Regions from separate parts of the Mus musculus genome. Here region 2 is linked to region 1. The links are chromatin contacts, called in public HiCAR-type maps. All regions are on one chromosome and are shown on one strand. Each heading gives the region's core, a stretch centred on a gene start, on an enhancer-like site or on the middle of the called end of the contact. The rest is flanking DNA. Distances are from core to core; before and after follow the strand shown. Region 1 overlaps Kiz (kizuna centrosomal protein). Region 2 overlaps Kiz (kizuna centrosomal protein).

Region 1 (6,198 bases), core at 2,135-4,634:
TAACGAAATCAAGAGTGCTAAACAGTCTCTGCTTTGTAGCAGAGCTGAGGAACCCTGAAAAGCTCTTTGGAACTCTGGAACTTGACCAGCTTTCTAGAAATCTGGGGAGCATTTATTTAAGAGAACCAGTTAGACCTTGAAAACACAGTAAGCTTCTGGGTTCTCAGGTGCTGGCCAACTTGACCACTGTGCTCACAGAGAAAACCCAGCCAAGCAGCCATTGGAAAAAAAAAAAAAATGGAGGCAGAATTCTTTCGAGGCCCCATTTCCTGACAACAGTCATCATTTGGCTATCTGGTAGTTCCTTGGGGAACTCCATGCAAAAGACTGTTTTGACTTGAACCAGCTTTGAACTAACCCAGTGCAAATAGCTTTGATCCCAAGCCAAGTTTGTTGAAAATAATCAGAACCAGTTTTTTAATGTGAAAGCTGCCCAAGGCAGTACCATACAAAGTACGGCCTACTGGGTTGAAGAACTCCAGAAGGTTCTAGTATACTCGTGAGACTCTATCTAGATGACCACCCACATGCCCCAGCTATAGGAAATGGTCAAGAAAAAAAGTTTCCATGAAGTAACTGCCTGAGCTCTCACCTCTAGCTCACTCTGAGGCTCTAAGCAAGAAGTAAAGGCCAAGGTGGAGCTATGAACTGCTCAGCGGAGTGTGGGTATGTGCAATGTATATCTAGAAACTCTTAGCAAAGGTGACGACAATTCTAGTCTCAGGCACCAAAGAAAGCTAATGGTTATTAAGTAAATTTAACAGAAACCTCATTGACCACATATGGAAAACAACACATGCCAGGCAGTGGTGGTGCACACCTTTAATCCCAGAACTTGGGGGCAGAGACAGGCAGATTTCTGAGTTCAACACCAGCCTGGTCTACAAAGTGAGTTCCAGGACAGCCAGGGCTATACAGAGAAACCCTGTCTCAAAAAACCCAAAAACAAACAAACAAACTAAAAACAAAACAAAAAACACCAAACAAAGCAAAACAAAATAAAACACACACACACATTCCACATATCTAGGTCACAAAACAAATGGCAATTAACAACAGATACTGAGAGGGTAGAACTTTCACAATTGCCACATTTAATTACTTGAAAACAAAATGGAAAAAAAAAACCACACTGTCTATTGCAGTAGGCATTTCTGATCAGTAGAAACTATCTCTGAGAAAGTCCAAGTGTTAAACTTACTAGATAAAGATATTAAATTATCTATAACTAGCTAAATAAGCCTAAACAGTTAAAGGAAACCATGTCCATAGAATTAAAAGTATCCTAGCATCCAGAGGCTGACTCTAGAGGCACACAGATGAATGAATGACCTTGAAGCCAATAGATATGCTTACTGAGACCAACCTCAAAAGGGGGATGAACAAGGGAGAGGGGGAGACAGAGACAGAGACAGAGACAGAGACAGAAAGGGATTTTAAATATGAGAATGCAATGTTCTCAAATAGAAAACATTATAAAGATGTATGAATTATAGGCTGAAGCCAGGTATACTTGCAATCCCAGAAGTGAGGAGGTAGAGGAAGGAGGATAAGGAGTTCAAGGCCAGCCTAGCCACACAGAGATACATGAGATACGAAGTCAGACTGAGGTACATGAGATACGATCTCAAAAGAATTTGAAAATATTTTAGGGCTAGCATGTGGATGGTAGGACATGCCTTTATCCTGGCACTCTGGCAGAGACAGGCAGATCCCTGGTTTCAAGGACAGCCTCATGGAATTCAAGGAGAATTCCAGGCCAGCCCAACCTACATAGTGAGACACTGTCTACACAGTGAGGTACTGTCTCAAAACAAATTATAGGGCTAGAGATGTAGCTCACTTGCTAAGTGAGCAAAAGTGAGTAAAACTGAGGTTTAAAACACAGCGCAAGAGACATAGATCATTTAAACCATCATTGAAATGAAGACTCGGGGCTCGGCAGCAGACCTAACAGAATTAGCAATGCTGAAACAGGTAGACTGAAATTGTGTCATTTGAGACAAAAAAGAATGAAGAAAGCTTTCAGCCTCAGAACACCATTTACAATATCAAATACATTAAAGCCTAGATGAAAAGAAAGGCTATGGGGGAAGAAGGCAGCAATAATCTTTACAACTTTGGAATAAGCACATTTCAAGGGTACCAGAAACTTAAATACAAATGAAAAGGTATTATTCTCTAAAAACCCTAAGCATGACTCATATATGAATCTTATAAAAATATCTATTTTTCAGTCATGGTTTGAATCTGAAACACAATTCCATACTAATGATACTAACATAAGATGATAGTTACCAAATCAGGTTAGTTCACCAAAAACCAATGTAACGTTTTTATTGAAAGAAGATTTTCTGAATCAGAATTAGTATTTGACTACAAATACAAACTGTACTAACACCTGGACTGTCTTCTCACTCCCATATAACTTACGGCTTCAGCCACCAGATGCTGAAATCTCAATAGGTTTTGGGTTAAATAGTCACAACCAGTACAGAGATAGTCAAAGGGGACTGGGAATCGTTCTTTGCTGGTCATGAAAGGTTACAGTTATTGGTGATCCTTTTATAGTTTAAGGGGAACCATAACATCTGAAAACTAGAAGATACCAGATGAGGACAGAACAAGTGACTGCACTGGAACACGGCCCTAGACTTCAGGAGGGGTGCAGCAGCCAAACCACTCTCTACTCTCCTTCCTCACAAGAACAAACAGTTGTTTTCCTCAAAAGTCTGGTCAGTGCTTGTCTTTTACTGTAGAAAACAGTCAGCCCCCATAATGGGAGCATCACAGTTTTTCAGAATACATGCTATATGCACGCACTCAGCATCGCTGACGGGTTTGCCTCTTTGTCTTTCTGTCTCTGAGTGGAGAGGTGTGGAGGCTTTTGGATATTTTCTTTTACAATGGACACAATCTGTTTAAAAACAATCCCATTATCTTTATCATCATTTGTTTCAGCCACTTCTGATTTGTCTTTCTAAAAATGGCATACAAACTGGCTAGGCCCTGGCTGGTATGGGGCTTCACAGAAGGGTCAGGAGCGCCCCGTGAAGCCCTTTTCTCTTTTTCCTTCTAGAAGCCTGAAACCTCCTCTTTCATATAAGGTAAAGCGGATGGGGAACGCTATAATGAATTCTTTCTTCAGCTAATCTCTTCCGGAGTAACTTTTGTTTCCTTTTAAATCACTCTTCTATTTTTGGCCCACATTTCCAATTCTGATTATCCCGTTTCACTGCTGGATATGATGGCGAAGGAAATGGCACATTCTACTCTTTTAAAAGCTCTACATGTACTTTTTCTGTTGGCATAAAACAACACAGCTGAAGTCTTTCACCAAAACGGTAGTTGTTCATTGTTTCCACAACCATCTTGGCAACATCGTCAGACTCCCACCCCACAAAGGAAGAGCTACAGCTATTTCCAAATCCTTTTACTTTTGGTCAGTCTGAGTCTTGTAGTAGTGCCAAACTGGGAGAAATATGCACGGATCTAGCTTTAAAAAAGTGCTGGAGGGAGGTGCTCCAGCTTGCTTAGGAAATGGGGGAGTCACGTGCATATGTGTCCATGTTTGTGCATATGTATGTATGCACAAGGAGGCCGGAGATTGATGTCAGATGTCTTCCTCAATTTTTTTCTTTTTCTTTTTTTGAGACAAAGTCTGTCTGAACCTGGGGCTGTCTGACCAGTAAATTCCAGGGATCTCCATTGTCTCTGTTCACTAGGCTGGGATCGCACATGTATAGCACAGTGCGGGCTTTTTTACATTAGATGCTAGGGATCTGAACAGCCAAGTATTCTGACTGAGCCATCTCTGCAGCCCCTGTAATGTTTTTCTTGAGATTTCTGCTTTGTTGAATGTTGGCAAATCTGTTTCATCTCCCTCTGAAACTGAGTCAGTCTTCTGTGCAGACTCAGGAAAAGACTTGGCTTAGCTTGGCCAGGAAACCCCATCATTCTGAAGGTGGTTAAGCAGCACGGTTTCACACAAGGCTTTCCAACAATAGAGTTCTGAAGAAATAAGAAGAAAACTTCCCAAATTAGATGAAAGACATGACCCTACATAACAGAGTTCAACACAGTAAAGAATAAACCAAAACATATCTATACTCATTAGCTTCCAAAGGAAAACTAAATCCAAAGCAAGGCTAAAGATAACAGCAAACTTGCCATTCAGAGAACAGAGCCACTCACAGTGAAGCAGCCAGCCAAACTGCAATTCTTTGAAAAGATCAACCAGTTAAAAACCTTTTGAATGCTCTCGTCAAGAGAAAAGAGCAATGACTCAATTCACTACAATCAGAAATGTAAGTGGATAGGTAATTTGCTACTAATCTTTCATTAAAAAATCTAGGAGAAATCCAGGAGTAAGTTTATACTAATAAACAGAAACACTGCCTCAAATTCAATAAATTCTTAGAAAGGTATTACCAAAAAGAAGCACAGAATCTGAACAGACTTATAGGTCAAGTGATTCACTCAGTGATCGTAATTTCTCACCAAGACAAGTCTGGGAACAGTGGATTTTACCACGTGTTTAAAGGAGGATTTATGCCAGTCATTTCCAAGATTTTGTAAAAACAGGCAAGGAAGAAATATTCACTCTCTGAAACTGATTCTTCACACTAAAACGAGGCAAGGACTCACAAGAAACTAAAGATCACTACCATGCTTGTAGGTGAGAAATTCCCAGTGGAACAGAGCAAACGGAACACATTAAAAAAAAAAAAAAAAAAGAGTAGAGAGCTCAGAATATCAGATATCTTTCCCACAGTCATAGAGGCTGCAAAGAGCAAGATCAAAAGTAGTGGCAGATTTAGGGTCCAATAAGGCTTCTCTTTTTCTTTTCCTTTTTTTCTCTTTCTCTTTCTCTTCCTCTTTCTCTTTCTCTCTCTCTCTCCCTCTCTCTCTCTCTTTCTCTTCTCTTTCTTTCTCCTCTTTCTTTCTTTTCTTTTCTTTTCCTTTCTTTGTGGTTCTATTTTCACCCTTTATTTGGAAAACAGGGCAACATTAAGTTTTAGATTTTTTTAATGAATTAACATGGTAATAAAAGTATGACCTGAATTTGGAGAGTAAGTGGTTTTCCAGTTTGGGGATAGGAGATGCAAGATCATCTCCAAAGGAGAAGAGAACACATACTCAGTGGGCCACCAAGGGTTTGGCTTCCCCTCACTGAGGGCAAGCAGTGCAGTCCAGGCTAACCATCCATGATCTTTGTCACAGCAAATCAGACTCTCTAATTGTTCAAAGTAATGGTAGGTACAAGAGAGAAAGCAACGCCAGACTGACATATTAATTAATCTGGATGACTATGAAGTGTCCCCTATTTCTGAGGTGGCAGAAATCTTCAGAGTGACTGCTGGAGCAGGGAACCTTTCATGTGCTCCCAGTTGTTTTACAATGCACAGGGACTGGTGAGTGTCAGTCCTGCCAGGTGGCTGCGTGCTATTCCTCGGAGACCACCTGGCCATTTATACAACATTCCTGTCATGGTTCCAGCTGCTACTATGTTGAGGTCATCTTCTGCACCCCGTGTTTTCTCAATGATAGCACCCAAAACACTACAGAGCAAAGCCAGGGAACCCAGAGTATTAGCCCACAGTGTCCCCTGCCTAGACACCATATTCAAGATCTGTACATTTCTTGGTTTGGACCAGGCCATGCTCTGGGTTTCCTTCAATTTGAATCAAAGACCGTTCACTGCCCCAATGCAGTCCCTGTCATGCAATATCCTCCAATGTTAAAGAAAGCTAATCCAAATCTGCTTCGGGTTTTATTAGCTCCAGTTGGCAAAATTCATCAGTATCCTGAACGAGAAAGCATGGATCCACATTTAAATATGGAGACAGGGGGTTTATACCAGTCAGTGTATTAGTAACCCACTCCTCATGCTCCAAAGAAGCCAACTAACCCACTGGAGGATTTGTTGCCACTTCCTCCACCACCCTCCATGACATCGCAGCAAATACGGTGGTGGGCTTCCTACCACCACCTCAGGCCGGGGTTGTGTGCTCAAATGCAGCCCTGACAGCAACAGTGGGAAGATTTGTGTTACTACTGCTTCCTTCACAGGCTCATGGCTTCTTTTTCATGAACTGTGCCTTTTCACTGTGTCCTCATGTGGTGCAAGGCTCAAAAACTCTTGAGAGGTCTTTTCAAGAGAGCACTAGAACCAAGTATGAAGGCTCTGCACTCCTA
Region 2 (6,105 bases), core at 1,811-4,310, 75 kb before region 1:
CTGGAGGCAGGAACTGCAGCAGAGGCCATGGAGAGAAACACTTCTTACTACTTACATTTCTTACAGGCCTTGCTCTCCGAGGCTTACTCAGCCTGCTTTCTTTTACATCCTGGGACCAGGCTCAGGATTGCCTACAATGTGTTGGGTTGGGCCCTCCCATATTAATCATCAATCAAGAAAATGCCTCACAGGCCAATCTGATGTGGGTGTTTTCCAATTGAGATTCCTTCTTCCAAGTGACTCTAGTTTGTATCAAGTTGACAAAAACTAACCAGCAAACTAAGTGTAAATGAAAATACCACAGGAAACTTGGCACTTTGTAAGAAAAAAAAAAAGTAGAACACACTCCAGTTCTGCCTTCAAAAGTACTCACTGAAGACAAGGGCACCCGAAGGAGGGCACAGCTGGGAATGCTGTTTCAGGTCCCTGACATATGCCAAGAGCCTCCACATCCTCATGAAGGTCAAGACCAAGACAAGTCTCCTCAGCATACAGGACAGAGCCAGGAAAGACCCCATGAAGGCTTCCTGTAAGCACGCCCACCTCCTTCCTGTTCCTTGAAACTGTGACTGCAGATGGCTTTGGAACAGTTTGGGAAGGCAATCTAATTTGAAGTGAGCTAAGATTTCCATTTGAAAATGCATACGCCTCTCCTACACATACCACTTGTAGATAACTGGATAGAATACACATTGTCCCACAGGCCAGGAAGGTGAACCAGACAGAGGTGAGGCACTTTGCAAGTGGCTTTGCATCACGAAGAAGGCTTGAGTGAACTGCTGAGCACTCTCAGAAAGTCCAGCAGTTACCCAGCTCTGCTGATAAACCTGCCAGACCAATGAGAAGCTCACATGGGGAGGGGAAACAAGCTCCTATACCTAGCTAGGTGGTGACAGAAATGGGACCATGGGGCCACTAGAATGGTATATGGCACAGCCACCCTCTGCCCAGGAAGCATTTGAGTAGGTGTATCCCAGCCAAACAACAGAAAGGCCAAAGGCATGGAATAGCATGTTGCATTAGGGCATGGCATCTGACCTGGTACCATGAAGGACACCCTTTAAGTCTACATAGCAGGCCAGCAAGAGCACTAGAATGTGGCTGTTCTATCTGGAGGGGGTGCATGCAATAAGCCTTCTCAAGACAGCAACAGCAGAAGAGTTGGGATGGGGCTTGGTACTCACTTCTGGTCCTGAAAGGTGGACAAATTTAGAGACTAGAAGACTTGGGGACTATGGTAATGTTAGCAACATACTGACTGCCATTCCCTCCCTTATACCGGGGGGGGGGGGAATCCACATCCCACTAACAAACACACCTGAATTACTGGATTTGGGGTCCACTCGAATTTGGCAATTAACTCTGAGGATCCTGCCAAGAATACAACTTGTGACGTTGAGGACAATTAAGAAATGGCCCTCAGTGGGACGCATCATCCTGTTCTAGGGCCTAATTGTAAGACTGGAGGGCCACTGATATGGCTCTGTCAGTACATGCCTACTGTGAAACATGAAGACCCGAGTTTGGATCCCCAGTGCCCATGTCAAAACTGGATGTGTGTCTGTAACTCTAGTGCTGGGGTCAGGGTGGGATGGAATCAGGCAGCTTCTTGGAACTCAGTGGCTGCATCTAGGCAAATGGATGAGCTTCAAGTACACTGAGAGAACTTGTATTGAAAAATACGGTATAGAGCTATCAAGAAGAACATCCAGCATTAACCTCTGGCCTACACACACACACACAGACACACTCACACACACACAGACACACACACACACACACACACAGACACACACACACACAGACACACACACACACACACAGACACACACACACAGAGACACACACACACACACAGACACACACACACACACACAGACACACACACACACAGACACACACACACAGACACACACACACACAGACACACACACACACACACACTCACACACAGACACACACACACACACACACAGACGCACACACACACAGACACACACACAGACACACACACAGACACACACACACACACACAGACACACACACACACAGACACACACACACACAGACACACACACACACACAGACACACACACACACCGACACACACACACACCGACACACACACACACACACACATGAAAAGAGAGGCAAGTCCACCTATGAGAAGATGTATTATCTTGGCTGTGAACCACAAAAATTTCTGTGGATTTGTAATCAGTATTAAAATTTTTCAAATAGCATCTTTGGCTGGATTTTCTTTCCTTCAAAAATAGACATTTTTTTCTGGGAAAAATGTAGGAGAAAAAGTAATCCAGAAAGAAACGAAAGTATAAATAATAACCATACCAACAAATCTCCACAAATACCAATCTTAAATTTTAAAGGTCGCCAAAGTCCGAGGCTGTTTAAATTGACAAAGTCTGAGCGCCCCCTGATGGCCAGTTGGAGCTCCTACAGCACGTGCTGTAATTTTTGCTGTCCTTGGGCCAGCTAGTTTACTTCTTCCCGTCAAATAAAGTGACTTTTCTTAACTGTAAGGTCAATGCAGATTTCCTAAGCTGGAGATGGAGATGTGCACTTTATAAAGGTACATGAAGGACTGCCAGAAAATTTTCGTTTTTACTTCAATGGACAATTAGTATCTAAGTATCTTTATACCGCTCCAGGGAAAATAAATGACCAGACAAGAAAGAAAAGCTGCGGCCACCAACTGATTATCAGCTGCACGCTGGCGCCCTCCGCTGGCCGATCCCATGGCTGCAGGGCTGGCAAGAAATGCCACCCACGGTGGCCCTGTTAAGGGGTGCGGGTGGTCCGGTGACTTTTAGTACCTTTCCCCTAGGCAATTATGCTGCAAGCACACACTCTTTTCTTTCAGCAAAAATCTTATCTTGATTCAACCAGAAGGCCGGAGTTACAAGGGAACCCGTAAGCTGAACTTACAAGGGAGCTGTGAGGATACACTCTCCATTGAATAAATGGATCCTGGAGAGTGAAGCCGCTTCCTGGGGAAGGTAAAGAGAGACAATGTTTGCAGAGGAGAGGAAGCTCTGGCATGCACCCCGGAACAAAAGGGAACAAGTGGTCTTTACTCGGAGAACAGCTTCCTATTAGGACTCACTCCTTCGTACATCATGCCTTTCATCCCCACTCAACCACAAAATGATTTTACTGAAGCAAATACAATGGTAGAAAAAGATTTACACTGAAAGAATCTTTAATAATAAACTGTTGCCGATCGGCCTACTTGCCCGTGATTTATAATACAATAAACATCGGATTCTATTACGGCTCACACACTGAAGCCTCTGCTCTGCAAAACGGAATCTAAAAGCGCGGGGACGCCGCCACCGTCACAATGAAATGAGCATGTATAAATGTGCTAAGAGTATCTCTTTGCATCTTTTATAGCTTGTGTGTATTAATCTGTAACGCTTATTAAGAAAGTCATTGCTATGCAAAGCAGCACCCAATCCCTTTCTCTGGCTTTTCAACAGAGTGCACTGTTTAGCCAATAGGAGGGACCCTCTGGCCCTCATTCTGCATTCATCACAGGCAACATTTACACAATGTATCTCTCAAAGGCGGCTGAAAAGAAGGCCTTAATACTCATGTAAACAACTGCAAACCAATTACTTAATGAATCAGGCCCACACATAATGAGGTGCAGACAAAGAGCTATAAATGCATTTTTGCGCCCAAGCCCCTGCTTTAAAGTAAAATCCCTCAGCTGTAGTTTGGGCTTAACTAGCACATCATAATTATTGTCTCTAGGACATCAGAGGAAGCCATTTTTTTTAAAGGTCCAACAGGGTCTTTTTTTTTTTTTTTTTTTTTTTTGAGATTGCTCATCAGCTCACTGACAAAACAGAGCAAAGAAGAATTTTTAAAAGTGCTACAGCAGCGTAGCACTGTTATGTTTATTCTCAAGTACTGGGTTTCGAGACCACTTGTAAAAGCAATAAAGCACAAGGAGTGACTGCAGTAAGTGGGATCCTTAAATGTAAGCCTCTAAGAAATTTCAGCAAAGCCAGGCACAAACAGCAAAACCTGAGCTCTCCAAAGCCCAGGGTGGGGTATTAACAATAAGAGACCCAGCACAAGAACCAAACTGTGCAGAACAGCACACCAAGCCACACTCACCGTTCAAAGCCTTTCATGCTAGATTACTATCAAGTGTCCAGAACTGAGGGTTCCTGGAAGACCTTTTAGTGGGTTTCTTTTTCTTAAAGGGGCCTGATGAGATTACTTATGATTTATTTGAAAATTAATTTCATACAGAAATATAATAACAAGAGGCTCCATACTTTAATTTGTAGAAAAACAATTTCTATTTTTCCTCTGTCGAACTGGGGCCAGGTATAAATGACCAGGCTGAGAAAGTGTCCTATCTGATCCTATTATTTTCTAAGTGTGTTTAAGAACTTCTCAAAGGACCTACATAAAGAACTTGTCTTAATGCTAGGCACTAGTGGTGCTTGCCTTTAATACGGATCTCTGTGAATTTGAGGCCAGCCTGGTCTACAGACTGAGTTCCAGGACAGTCAGGGCTATACAGAGAAACCCTGTCTCAGTGTGTGGGATGGGGACTTGTTTTAATGTTTTTAAAACATAATGGGGACAAATACTTCTGACAGTCTTAAAAACTAAAGGGATACATTTTTTAAGCCAAATGGTAACATTAAAACTGGAAACTATCTGTAGAATTTACTGACCTTTAAAAATCCTCTTAAAAGACACACAACTTGAATTTATTGTATAACCCACCGATATAGTATTCAACACTCTCCCAAACCCAGTAAGTTCCTACTTTCTCAAAAATACAAACAAAAACCTGGTATTAAAGGTAATTTCTTATAAACAAGAACGCATTTTGGATACTCATCAAGTTTTGAGAAACTTAACCCATCCAAGTAGCCCAGGTCCTAAAATACTGCCATGCTTCTGTAAAATACAAATGAACAGATTTTTTTCCCCCATTTTCATTTCCTTTTAATATGACATTTCTGGATTAGATCATTTTGTTATTTGGACATTACACAAGGCAGAAGCGATGTAAAGGTCATGTTTTAACATTTTAGCAGGGTCAAGTAGTAAATTCAAAGGTATGCAGTCATCTAAAGGACACTTTTTTTAACGAGCAATGCTACTGCAAAGGAGACCTGCCAGGCTGTTTGAAATAGTATTTAGTCCAAAGTAAAAGAGTAGGCGCTGCATCAGGCAATTGTTTAGCTTCACATTATGAATGTTTCCTAAGTGACTTGAAGTCACCGCATGATCACTATCGATGCTGATGGCAAATTCAGCACAGAACTTATTATAGCTCACAAAACTTGCAAAAAGTGTTACATTTTAGCAAGTGTGAAAAGATACATTCTGTCCTTTAAGGGGAGTAAGCAAGGACACATAAGAAAGGAGTGAGTAATGTGGCTGGAAGACTTGCTTAAAAAAAAAATCCATACATAAAAAATAATACAGAGCAATTGCCAGTCGGTCGTCTATCAATTGTCTCAGAAAGAAGAAACATGCCACTTTATTTCTCTTAAGGCCTGATGTCTTCTCCCTGCCCTTTTCCTGACAGCCTCCTTTGTGTGGTCTCTAAGCAGTCCTACTGCGAGCAGCTGTAGACGCTAATTTGTGGTTCACTGAGGTGTCAATTGAGTCTTAAACCGAGGAAACAACAGCTGCAAAACAATACTTGGCTCTGGGGCAAATATTTTCAAAGGTAGACTAAAGTTTCGGCTGTTATTTTATATAAACAAAAAACCCAAACCATAACCCTCCATCAAGTCACACACAAAATAACACACAGCCAGGGCTGAACTCATTGCGTAGTGACATTTCTCATCTTGTTACTGCTATTCAGAAAGGGTTTCACGACTTTACCTTGACAAAGGACTTCCTTCACTAGATGAAAAACTAGCTTCCGAGGCGATTTTGTGGGCTGTCTTTGTTGTGAACATGCTGCCACCAATATCCAGACCTGTGACAACCACAGCCAAGGGGAGTGAGAGTTAGCCACCACAGTCTGAGACACATGCACACACAGTCTCCCAGAAATTCTGGAAACTCAAGAGGAAGATCCTGTTCATGCCACAGAAG

What was found. HiCAR-type assays count read pairs that join an accessible place to other places.
Region 2: a contact with region 1 is called in a HiCAR-type map of astrocytes, with 5 times the contacts expected there. The contact joins two enhancer-like sites. A contact is called at or near these places in 5 of 484 Hi-C or Micro-C datasets (8-cell embryo, Sertoli cells, embryonic stem cells and 1 more), 2 of 115 datasets of contacts at active chromatin or transcription factors (astrocytes and embryonic stem cells) and 1 of 9 other capture datasets (adipose tissue).

Annotation. Positions count from the first base shown.
Region 1 is chr2:146,881,792-146,887,989 of GRCm38.p6, reverse strand. All of the region lies in intron 4 of Kiz (kizuna centrosomal protein), which reads right to left. It also overlaps the pseudogene Gm19167 and the pseudogene Gm19105. Among named protein-coding and RNA genes, the nearest start is that of Kiz, 29 kb to the right of the region's middle. Within about 2 kb of position 3,384, at least 18 of the 459 cell types and tissues checked have an H3K27ac peak or open chromatin away from gene starts, as enhancers often do. A contact at or near this core is called in astrocytes, where this site is marked.
Region 2 is chr2:146,956,081-146,962,185 of GRCm38.p6, reverse strand. Kiz (kizuna centrosomal protein) reads right to left here. Exons shown (of 14, transcript NM_001033298.4): 12 at 5,890-5,986. Among named protein-coding and RNA genes, the nearest start is that of Xrn2, 54 kb to the left of the region's middle. Within about 2 kb of position 3,060, at least 66 of the 459 cell types and tissues checked have an H3K27ac peak or open chromatin away from gene starts, as enhancers often do. A contact at or near this core is called in astrocytes, where this site is marked.